Linked DNA regions of Sus scrofa: regions 2 and 3 are each linked to region 1. Evidence: chromatin contacts called from public Hi-C and HiChIP or PLAC-seq data. All regions are on one chromosome and are shown on one strand. Each heading gives the region's core, a stretch centred on a gene start, on an enhancer-like site or on the middle of the called end of the contact. The rest is flanking DNA. Distances are from core to core; before and after follow the strand shown. Region 1 holds the start of MLF2 (myeloid leukemia factor 2). Region 2 holds the start of GAPDH (glyceraldehyde-3-phosphate dehydrogenase). Region 3 holds the start of IFFO1 (intermediate filament family orphan 1).

Region 1 (3,679 bases), core at 553-3,052:
GCAGAAGTTCCCAGGCCAGGGATCGAACCCTGGCCATGGCAGTGACACTGCCGGATCCTTAACCCACTGAGCCACCAGGGAACTCCTCAAAAGAACACACTTTGCCAGGCAATTACATCTTCCTAATGGGCACAGCGTTGAGGACAGGAGCCAGTGAGTTGGCATCTTGAACTCACAGGACTCATAGCACACAGCGGGCCCAGGGCTTGTGAACACTATGGGAGGATTCTAGGGTTACTACCCACAAGGCTATTCCAGAGGCACATTTGGAAATAATACCTAAGGGTATAGAGCATGTACGAGAAGGATATTAAGAGAGGAGGAGGACTCACCATTCCCAGCATCCCAAAGGGAGAGACGGCCCCAGGCTACAGGAACACATAAGGAACAAGAATGAGAGACCACTTCCTAGCTCATTACTGTCCCAAACCAAGCCCTCAACAGGGGATCACAAAACCTGTTTTCCAGACCCCTCTGCCCACTTGCTAAGCCGGCCATTGTGCAAGAAAAATCAAGCACTTTGATACAACCACCCTCCAACCTTTCTTCTGGTCTCAGGTCTGTTGCACCACCATTTACCTGCATCCTGCGGCTGGCAGGCCTGGTCCCTGGCATGCTGCCATCTGTGATGCTGAGGAAGGGGCTGTATCCAAAGCCACCCGACAACATCCGGTTCATGTGCTGACGGTGAATGGCAAAGGGGTCCCTGTGCATGGGGTGTATACCGTGTGGGCTTAGAAAGGCCAGCAGTCAACGCCTCCCCGCCCCCGCCAAGAAAACAGCCTTAGGGAACCAGGAGCACAGACTTCCCCTCAAAGTCTGAGCTGGGGCTGAGCAGCAACGGGAGGCCCTGAGTCCATCTGAACTACTCGGAGACCTGATGTGGAGCGGATGCGTGCTCTAGCGCGTGAGGGGGCGGGGATACTCACATCAAGAACATGGGGTCCTCAGGCTCCACGTCCCTCATGAAGCGGAACATCCTGATTTTAGCTCCAGGGGGCTCCACACTGTGAAGATGTGGAGGCTCAGATTTTGGAGGCGGCCAGGCTTTTTTGCACATCCGCTCAGGGCAGGGACTCGCAGAGCACTGTCCCTTCCAAATACTGTAACTGACCTCCCCCCGCCCCCAACTCCACTTGAGACCCTTCTCCAGGTGTTCAACATCACCCTCTAGGGAGAGAAGAGCTTTTCGAACCTCTCTCTGAAAAAGGACCATGGAAAAATTTTCCAAGCCTGTTTTCTGCCTCCCCCACTCATAGTCATCCTCTTCCCAAAGCCCTGGCCAGAAGCATACTCCCCCTCCCCGACGCCACCGTGCCGGAGGCGAATCCCAAGTGCCGGCCCAATAATGACCCCAACCACCCCGCCCCCTCCTCACACCCGGCCGCCGCCAGGCCTCCCCCGGACGGGCCTCACCGTCCTCGCCACGCCTGTCGGCGGCTTCCCCGGCCCCTGCCTCCCCGCCGGGCGAGTAGGAGAGGCGGGCCTGACCCGCTTCCCTCCCCGCATCCCAAGCTCCCGGACCCTCTGCAGCTCAGCGGGCCGTTCCCGCCCCGGACCGGCTGCCCGCTCCGCTCGCGCCTCACCGGTCCCCGATCCGGGCTCAGCGGCCCATCCGGCCGGTCTTGCCTCTCGGGGCGCGGCAGGATCGGGGCTTGCGGCCCGGGACGCGGGATTGGTCCAGGCGTGAGTCCTCGGCCTCCGCGCCGCCTCCTCGCTCAGCTGCCACCTCCTTGCCCCCCCTCGGCCCAAGGATCCCGAACCGCGGCCAGGCCCGGACGGAAGTGACGTCACGATGGGACAGCCCATCCCGGGGCCGAGCCCGCGGAGCTCCGCCCATCAGCGGGCGTGGGCGCCGACGAGGCCGGCTCCCTGGCCGCGGAGTCCTTCTGGGACGAGGGGAGGGGAGACCTCGTTAGTAACCTGGATTTGGGTCCTGTGGACCGGAGGAGGCTCCCTGTTAGTATGTGGAAGAGGAGCAGGGCAGTCCATCCCCCGGGAGGGGAGGAAGAGGACGGGGGCAGATTCCCAGGGGATAGGATGGGCTCCCCGACGAGGTGGGGCGGATCCCCGGGGGAGCATTAAGCAGATTTCTACCGGGGAAGCGATCAACCCGAGAGGGCGGAAGGGCGGCAATTCTGCGGGGGAGGCGCTAGGGCCAGTCGCCCGCAGGAGGAGGTGCGATCCAGGCAGGGGCGGGGTCCCCGGAGTGACGTAGGAGAGGAGGTGACGGTTCCGCCCAGGTTGTCTTCTGGCTTCGAGAACTCAGTTAGGGCAAAGAGATTCCAGTTTGAGGGGCTGGCCGCCAGATGGCGCTCTTCGGCCAGACTGGAACTGCAGCCCATTGGGAACTAGCATTTGAGAGACTCCCGGACCCCACCTCAGTTACCCTGCTGTGAGGGGTCAGACTGGGGAGAGGTCCTAGTTCTGACATCTTTTCGTTTAATGCTACTCTCCCCTTCCTTTTCTCTGACTCCTGTGTCCTCAAGAGCTCCCAGTCCACACTGATCTTTCTTGCCTCTAGTCAGGAAGGTAGGTAGGTCAAGGGTCTAATGTTTTGGAGAGGAGGTGGAGAGCTCCATTAACCCAGATCACCCAGGGGCGGGGTTGGAAAACAGGTCAGGAGACCGACTCTAAGGCCAAAGACTGACACTTTGACACACTAAATGCCTTGCATAAAATCTGGCCCAGCTGGAGAGAAGGGCCCTCCCCCTGGGTGTCAGGATTTGGACTGTCCAGGGTGGACTTTAGACCAGGCTCATCCAAATTCCAGATCTTTTGGTTCTTTACACTGACTGCTGGCTCTGTTCGTGCTTCACAGGGCCTGACAGTGAGAGAGACTTGTTCCCAACCCCAACGCTTCCTTGGGGAAGAGGGGGAAGGTCCCTGGTCACTCAGGAAGAGATAGTGGGAGTGGGGTTTCTCAGGTTTCTTTGGACTTGATCGTTATTAAAGAGGGAAAAAAAGCAGTAACGGAGACATAGGGGGAACGGAGACAGAGAACCTAGAAGCTGGCAAAGCCAAAGAGAAAGACAGAATAAAAGAAAATGTGTTTTCCATTGATATTTCTGGGGAAGAGACTTAGCAGAATCTTTTATCTTCCAGATGCCCTATCTCTGGACATTCTGCCACACGAGTGCCCCTCTTCCTCTTGCCCCCAAACTAGAGCAGTTTGACATGTGATCAAAAGTTGTCCCAGTGACAGTACTGCAGCCCAGACTTAACTAAGTGTGGTCCTCACCTTCCAGCCTCTTCCATTTCATTTCATCATGTCCAGCCTTCAGCGGAATTGGATAAGAGGCAGCTCAGCTTCTAGCCTTCTCCTTTCATCTTTTTCCATTATCCGGTATCCTCTACCTACTGCCTTTGGGTGCCTAGAGCTCTTTCTCTTCTTCTTTCCCAAACTTAAGAATCTGATATCAGTCATTTTTATCTTTTCATGATTTTATTTATTTATTTTTTGGCTGCCCTGGGGCATACGGAGTTCCCAGGCCAGGGATCAGATCCCAGCCACAGATGTGACCTAAGCCGCAGCTGCTTAAACCACTGTGCCGGGCTGGGGATGGAACCTGCATCCCAGAGCTCCCAAGACGCCCTGGTTCCCATTGCACCACAGCAGGAACTCCACCTTTGCATGATTTTAAAGCAAGGACCTCTCTTAGGAGTATTTCCAAATTAC
Region 2 (3,679 bases), core at 453-2,952, 180 kb before region 1:
GGAGCAGAGGAGGGTGGAGGGGCTCCTAAGGCCCTTGCCAGGGAGAGTATATGATCCTGGTGCTCCACTTCCCCAGCAGATTCCTCAGTGCCCAGCATCCCGCCTCCCTCACCGTTAAGTGCCCTCAGTCCCTGCTCTTGCCGCTCTTGAAAAGCCTGGGCACCGACTGTGCACATGGCTGCCAGCAACAGCCAGCCTTGGATCTGGGGCCCCAAGGAAGGAGGGCAGTCCCAGAAAGGGAAGGGACAGGACAGGCTTGAGTCGGGGTGCGGGGCAGCGTGCTCTCTGCCTTTTAAGCAAAGGTTATCATCCTGCGGGCTAAACTTAGCCACAGGCTTTTCAGCTGGAAAAGGGGGCTGGTCTCAGGTTACGCTGGGCCAGCAAAGAGGCCCCAATTCCTTCCACCAGCACCTGCTAATGGGCAACGTCCATTCCACCCTCCCCCCACCTTCCCTGAACCTTCAACACTTCAAGTCCTCAGAACCAACCCATCTTTCATCCTCTGCTCACAAACCTGGCCCAGCCCCAGCTTCTGAGGGACTGGTCTTGGAGAAGAATGGATTTCCTCCTCCACATCACGTCTGGGAAGGGGCTAGGGGCCCTTGTCCCCACCCTGTGTCCAAGACCTCCCAATCTTTTCCCTCTTATGGACACCTCACCCTGCCCCCAACATCCCCTGGGCGCAGCCAGTGAAAGGGAGGCCCTGACTGCAGGGCTGGCCTGCACGTCCCAGGATGGGGAGGGACTTCCGCTCTCACGTCCTGCTCTGCCCAGGGCTGGATGGGGTGAAAGGGACATTGTCTCCCAGCCCGGGCCGCTCAGCCCTCAAATTTCCCAGGAGCAACTTTGTGGGAGACCTCTGAGCCTCTACCTGGCCAGCCCCCCAAAGCGATCCTGTCCCCTCGCTGAGGCCCCAGCCAGCCAGGGCCTGGGGGAGAGCAGCTGGTGCACACAGGTCCTGGTTTGTCTGCTCGATTCTCAGATGTCCAGGCTGCCTGTCCTGCAGGGCATCGTGACCTTCAGTGCAGAAACTTCCCTCTCAGGCCTCCTTCCGAGCCTCCTTCCTCTCCAGGCCTCCCACTGGCCAGGGCCAGCCGCGGTCCCCAGCCCGGGGAGGCCAGGAGCCAAGAGAAGGGGAGGGGGGAAAGGGGAAGGGGGCTGGAGAGGGCCTTGCTGGAGGCCCCTCCCGGGCCTTTTCCTCTGTAGTTCCTGGGTCACTACCGAAGAGCCTCGAGAAGTTCCTCAATCTTCCCGCTTCTCAGCTTTTGAAGGGGGGGGGGTAGGGGAGACTGCAGCCGCGAGCTGCGAGCCGCGCCCCCAACCCCGGGTTCCGCTCCAATTTCCCATCCCACTGGCTCCCCATATCCTCCCGTTACATCCCTGCAGCAACTTTAACGTCCCTGGCTCCTTGGGTGTCCTCAGTTTTCGCCAGGGCCCCCTCCTCCTAGTCCACTGCCCCCTGCAGTACAACCCCAACCGGGCCAGGCAGCATCACCGGTCCCCTCCCCCTCTCCGTCCTCAGCCCACTTGTGTGGCGCGTGCACATTGGCAGAACCAGGCGGGTCCAAAGGAAAAAAAAAGAAGAAGTGGGGGTCGGCTACTCGCGACTTTACGGGCGCACGTAGCTCAGGCCTCCGCTGCTGGAGCTAGGACTGGGCGAGGCGAGCCCACGTCACCCCGCCCCCGCCCCGCCCCCTGCCCTATAAATTCCGGCTGCAGCCTTCCCCTGCGCTCTCTGCTCCTCCCCGTTCGACAGACAGCCGTGTGTTCCGTGCATTGCCAGGTAAAGCCTGGCGGAGTGGAGCCACAAGGGTTCGAGGACTGGTCCGAAAGGGACCGGGGGCCGTGCGCGGTCTGGGAGTGTGGGTGCGGGGCCCCGGCTGGAGCCGGAGTTGTGGCTGCGCCGGGCCGGGCCCCTGCATTGCGGGTTGAGGGGGAGGAAGGACGTGCAGAAGAGCAGAGCGAGGATGGAGGCCTGGGGGAGGGGCGGGGAGGGCACCGTCGGGCTCCAGCCGCTTTGCCCCGCGATCTAATGTTCTCTTTCCTCTGCCGGCAGCCGCGTCCCTGAGACACGATGGTGAAGGTCGGAGTGAACGGGTGAGTTAGGGGGTGGGGCAGGGTGGGGCAGTAAGTACTGCAGCCCCCACCAAATTGCGTCCGCAGGTCTCGCCCTACCGGGTCTGTGCAAGCATGTGGGGGACTTGGATGGGGTGGTCGTACCCCACCCCCAAGGAGAACTCAAGGTCAGCGCTCGGACCTGGAGGAGGCCCTCGCAAGGCCTCGTGTCCCCCATCCCTGGCTGTTGCGCGTTCTGTAACTCCGCCTCTGCGGAGCCTTCCTCTTCACCTGCCGCAGATACACAGCCCTGGAGTCTCCAATTCTTGCTTTGGCCCCATCCCCTAATCCCCCAGCTGGGGCTCTTTCTTTCCTTTCGCGCCCTGCGGGGTCACGTGAAGGGGAGGAGCCCATCCCCCCAGCCGCAACCAGTGCCCCCAGCCGGGCAGCCCCGGGATGCAGGAGGCACAGCTGCTGTGCAGAACCAGCTGGGAGGGGGCATCTGCGGTAACCTAGCCGCCATGTTGCAACTAGGAAGGAAATGAATGAACCGCCGTTAGGAAATCTTCCTGAGTCCTTCAATCTTTCTCCTTACTTGCCCATGACTAAGCCTTCTACCCCTGCCTCGTGGGGTGGAGTCTCCTTTATCCGGTAACCCAGGTCCGGCCACGCTTTCCCCTTCTTAGTCAGCTGGACCTCAGCTCTTAGCAAACTAACCCTAGAGCATCCCTTCAAGCCCCAGCCAGATTCCCCCCCCCGGGGATGAGGGGATGCTTTTTCTGGATGGTTCTCTGATGAATCAAAAACGGGGCTTTATGGGGGTGGTCTTGGGTTGTTTCCGGGTTGTTTCCCTTCTCTTTCTCCGGAGAGGTGTGGTAGCGTTGGCTTGGTGCCATGCCGGGGGAGCTGAGTCATGGGTACTTAGAAATTTTCCACAAAATGGCTCCCGGAGCCGGCGGAGCCGCAGCCCCTGTCTCTGCATCAGTGCTCCTTGAAGCTGCTTCCTTCCATCCATGCCTAGGGTTGACCCCACCCTAAAGGCCAAGCTGTAAAGGTCACCAGGAGGATTAGATGTCCGTGAGCCTCGGGAATCCTGCCCTTCTCCCCATCCCCTCTTCCAGAAACCAGATCCCCACTCCACCCTAAGCTGGGGTTAAATATAGCTGCCTGACCTTTCTGCAGCTGGGGGCCTGGGCTTCTCCCTCTCCTTCCCCCCCGCTCCCCACACGTCTATTGCTCCCACTCCTGATTTTGGGAAAAGAGCTAACAAAGACAGGTTCCTAACAAATCAGAAGCCCGGGATTCTGGGTTTGAGAAACGGCTTTCCCTTTTGTAGGAGGGACTTGGGGAAGGGGGGGGGTTTCCCTGGCCAGTTAACTTCTGACCTTTGCTCTTGCCCTTTGAGCTGGGTGATGCCAAGTGTGCAAGATTTTGCTCCCTAGAGGGTGTGGCCTGAAGCTGGCCAGATAGGAACAAGCATTTACCGACAGTGGGCCTGAGGAATGCCATGTGCCGGCCATGTGCCCAGACTGTAGGTGGCAGCAGCAGTGCACCACCCTGTCACCCCTTAACAGATTTCAGATGACCAGGGGGTGTGGGCCTGTCTCGGAGCTTCATCACCTCT
Region 3 (3,679 bases), core at 838-3,337, 160 kb before region 1:
GACCGGGCCTGCCCCAGCTGCCTTATATCATGGGTGTGTCCAAATTTCCAACCTTCTCCTACTCAGTCCTTGCTGCCCTCTTCACACTTCCTCCAGCTTGGACTCTGCACTTTCAGATTCCCCCAGCTTCCACTAGCCCTATGGCAAGAACAATCCCCTCCCCCTCCCCCAGGGAATTCCCTTCACTCCTCCATCCCTCTTTTTTGACCTGCTCCCAGAAATGCCCTGAGGTCCCCAGTCTTGAGGATGGACTAGAGTGGGCCCACAGCTTCCATGGACACGACTTTGGGAAACCCTGAGCAGCAGCAGGATCACCCACTGCAAGGTGCACTCCCCACCCCCCTTCTTATTTCATTTAAGACTCCCACATTAAAGCTACATCCTTTGCCTCTTTTGATCACTACGTGGAGCTTATATCACAAAATCACTGCCAGGGCTGAGATGGTTGCAGGTGAGTGGTAGCTTAGATGTGACCTCTCAGACCCACATCCCTTTCACACCTCACAAAACCCCAGTGTTAACACAGTCATTCAAACACTGCAGCCTGGATGAGACAGAGAGAAAAGCCAGAAGAAGAACATGAGTTCCCCCGCAGTATCCACTCCTAGACTCCTTCCTGTCACGGGTCTGACTTCTGCATTCGCTGTGGATTCTAGTCTCAGAGTATCCAATTCCGTCGTCTTACGGACTTCCAAGCTCCTCCTTGCACAGCAGGAACTTTTTTACTCTTATTGACTCCTCCCTGATTCTTGGGCCCCATCGGCTCCCGGAGGCACAGCTAGCCCCGGCCGGCCCGAGTGTGGCCTGACGGTGTGCGCCGTCCCCACCTTCCCGGTCCCTACCTCCGCTTGTACTCGTCCCGCTCCCGCTTCACTTTGGCCAGCACGTTGTAGAGCGCGCGGATCTCGGGGGTGATGGTGTCGATCTGGACGCCCACCCCGTCGGGGTGCACCCACGACAGGCCAGGCCCTTGCACCAGCGTGGGCTCCAGTCCCGGCCCGAGCCGGCGGGCGTGAGAGAAGGACCAGATGGTGCCGGGCATGAAGCGGGCCGACGAGGAGTAGGCGGTGGAGGCGGAGGTGGAGGGCGCTGGGTGGCAGGCCGCGGAGGGCGCGAGGGGGCCGGCCGGAGAGCGCGCGGGCGACCCCAGCACCCGCGCCGACGGGGTGCAGACTGCGGCCGGCCGGGAGCCCAGGGGCAGCCCCAGGGGCCGGACGGGGCTGATGAAACCGGTCTGCACGGCCTGGTCGCGGCGAGCCAGGCCCCGCCGGCCCTGCTTACCCTCCTCCAGCGCCTGCTGCAGCTGCTTCTCCAGCAGCCGGTTGCGGCGCTCCAACTCGTGCACCTTGGCCAGGAAGCAGCGGAAGCGGAGGTTCAGGGTCTTGAGCACGTTGATGTTGGAGCCCAAGTCGTTGCGGAGCGCCATGGCGGCGGGGGGCGCCGGGCCCGGCCCGGGGGGCGAATAGGGAGCCGGGCCGGCCGGGGCTAGCGGCGCCGGAGGCAAGTCCCCGCCTCCGGCCAAGTGGTCACCTCCCAGGGGGTCCCCCAGCGGCCCGGCCAGGCCCTGCTGCTCCTGCTGGAGGAGGAAGAGATTGGGGCCGAATAACGGATTCATGGCTGCGCCTTCTGCTGGGAGATGGAGACTAGTGCAGGAACAGGGATGGAGGGTGAGGGAGAAGAGCCAATGAGGCGCCAGGGGGACGTGTGGCAGCCAATCAGACAGCTCGACCGAGGGGGCAGAGGTCAGCGGAGAGGAGGAGGGCAGGAAGAAAGCCAATGAAAGGCTCGCTGAGAAGCTGGCACCTGGACCGACCTTTCCGGGTCTGAGGCTGAGCCCTGGTCTGAGCGGACCGCTTGCTTGTGCCCGGAATCCAGCCAGGATGGCAGAGTGTCATCAAACCCAGATCCTCCACTACTCCATGGTTGTAGTAGCGCGAAATCCATCTTCCCTACACCCCTATTGCCCTCCTCGCTCCAGTCTGAACACCCGGGCTCTGCCTCGCCTTCTCCTGGGTCCCTGGGGAAGTCAAAGGATCCCAGGTGCCTGGAATTGACTTGATTTCTCAGTATACCACACGATCCCCTCTTTAGAGGATCCCTATCCCACCCTCCCACCCCTACCCTTAAAGCAGCAAAGCCAACATCCAGTACCCTCAAAAAACAAACAAACAAAAAAAAAACCAGCAAAAAAACCACAATGGCAAGATTGCAAATTGTGTATTAAATTTCACATCCACGGTGGGAAAGCCATCCTCACGGAGGTAAGAGCTCCAACCTAGTAACAATGGCAATGAACCACCCCAGTCTAGTTCAACCATCCACTGAAGACGGCAGTGGTTGGCTGCTGCCTCTGGACTGCGATTTTCTCCTCTTCGCTGGTGGGGGCCTGCTAGAACTGCGAGGGGACATGGTGGGAGTCTTAGGTCCCTTGGGGGTGCCATTCTGTTTCTGGAAGGCAGTTTTCTTGAAAGATTGCTCTGGTAACTGCTGCTTTACCTTCTCAGCCCCTGTGGTGGTGTTTCCAAGGGGCTGATTGCAGTCCTCAGGCTTGAAAGCATCCTGGGTCTTGGAGAGGGATGGCACAGGAGGGATTTCTGGGTCCATGCCCTTGGGAGGAACACACTGCTTTGGGAAGGCAACTTTCTTGGAGGACTGCAGTTTGGGTGACTGTTTTAGTCTCCCAGCCACCTTTGGTTCCCTGACCACTACTGCTTTCTCAGCTGGCTGCTTGCTATCCTGGAGCTTGGAGGAAGGTTGGACCTTTGTGACAGAAGACACAGTGGACAATTCTGAGCCTGTCCCTTTGGAGACGCCATTCTGCTTTTGGAAAGAAGCCTTCTTGGGAAGTTGCCGTTTCTGCAGCCGCTGCTTTGCTTGCACAGCCACTCTGGCCTTCTTGGCAGGCTGGCTGCTGCGCTCAGGCTTGGGAGTCACCTCCCCTTTCGGGCTGGGCAAGTCTGGGTTTGTAGGGGTTGATGTTGCAGAATTTCCTGGGGTTAAAATTAAATAGAATGGTTTCAGAAAACAGGCCTCATCACTGAGCCTTGATCATCAGTGGTGGAGATAAGCAGAGGAAGTACAATAAGGAAACTGCCCGGGTACTATCTCTTGGCCAAGTGTTCCGCACAATTGGGAGGTATCTAAAAGTAGATTACTTAAGATTCAGATTACTTAACCTCACCTATACTCAAGTCGAATTTGAACCCGATATTAAAGAGAAGGGATCACTACCCATCCTTGGTCCAAAAGGTTTTTAGAGGAGGCTGTACCCCCTTGAGGCCAGCAGGTAACGAGACACTCTAAGGAGAGGTGAATCCTGAATAAACCTCAAGCATTGGGTGGGCCTTTCTTTTAATCAGGAAAGATTTTTGATGGAAATGCAAAAATCTTTTGGAAATGCAGATTTTGATGAGCTGCACACAGAGCAACTAGAAACAAGCTAGTCTTCATAAATGAAGACTGACATATATTAAACAGGTATTTAAATACAGATTTTTAAAGATAGAGCAAAAAAATTACAGGAAATTTTGCTACTTCTCAAAGAGATTTTTGTTCTGTTAATGTTCAGATGTGACTTCTGTTAGGAGGCACTGTTTATTAAAAGAAATCAACTCAGTAAGTCATGAAGTTTGTATCCAGAGAAGGCAGGCTTGCCTCTCTCTTTTCCAACTAAACCCAG

What was found. Hi-C and Micro-C count contacts between places; a contact is called where the count stands out from the background. HiChIP or PLAC-seq counts read pairs in DNA pulled down with a chosen protein or histone mark.
Region 2: a Hi-C map of liver shows a contact between it and region 1, with 4 times the contacts expected there. The contact joins the promoter of GAPDH here to the promoter of MLF2 in region 1. A contact is called at or near these places in 1 of 47 Hi-C or Micro-C datasets (liver) and 1 of 2 datasets of contacts at active chromatin or transcription factors (alveolar macrophages).
Region 3: an H3K27ac HiChIP or PLAC-seq map of alveolar macrophages shows a contact between it and region 1. The contact joins the promoter of IFFO1 here to the promoter of MLF2 in region 1. A contact is called at or near these places in 2 of 47 Hi-C or Micro-C datasets (heart right ventricle and skeletal muscle) and 2 of 2 datasets of contacts at active chromatin or transcription factors (alveolar macrophages and skeletal muscle).

The regions. Positions count from the first base shown.
Region 1 is chr5:63,949,783-63,953,461 of Sscrofa11.1, reverse strand. It overlaps MLF2 (myeloid leukemia factor 2), which reads right to left and starts at 1,802. Exons shown (of 9, transcript XM_003481695.4): 1 at 1,587-1,802; 2 at 930-1,007; 3 at 580-706; 4 at 333-368. The coding sequence starts at 979.
Region 2 is chr5:64,132,043-64,135,721 of Sscrofa11.1, reverse strand. It overlaps GAPDH (glyceraldehyde-3-phosphate dehydrogenase), which reads left to right and starts at 1,702. Exons shown (of 12, transcript NM_001206359.1): 1 at 1,702-1,783; 2 at 2,057-2,097. The coding sequence starts at 2,075. It overlaps LOC110260753 (a long non-coding RNA gene), which reads right to left and starts at 841. Exons shown (of 3, transcript XR_002344125.1): 1 at 515-841.
Region 3 is chr5:64,114,103-64,117,781 of Sscrofa11.1, reverse strand. IFFO1 (intermediate filament family orphan 1) reads right to left here and starts at 2,087. Exons shown (of 10, transcript XM_021092432.1): 1 at 843-2,087. The coding sequence starts at 1,615. It overlaps NOP2 (NOP2 nucleolar protein), which reads right to left. Exons shown (of 16, transcript NM_001244246.1): 16 at 2,200-2,990. The coding sequence ends at 2,311.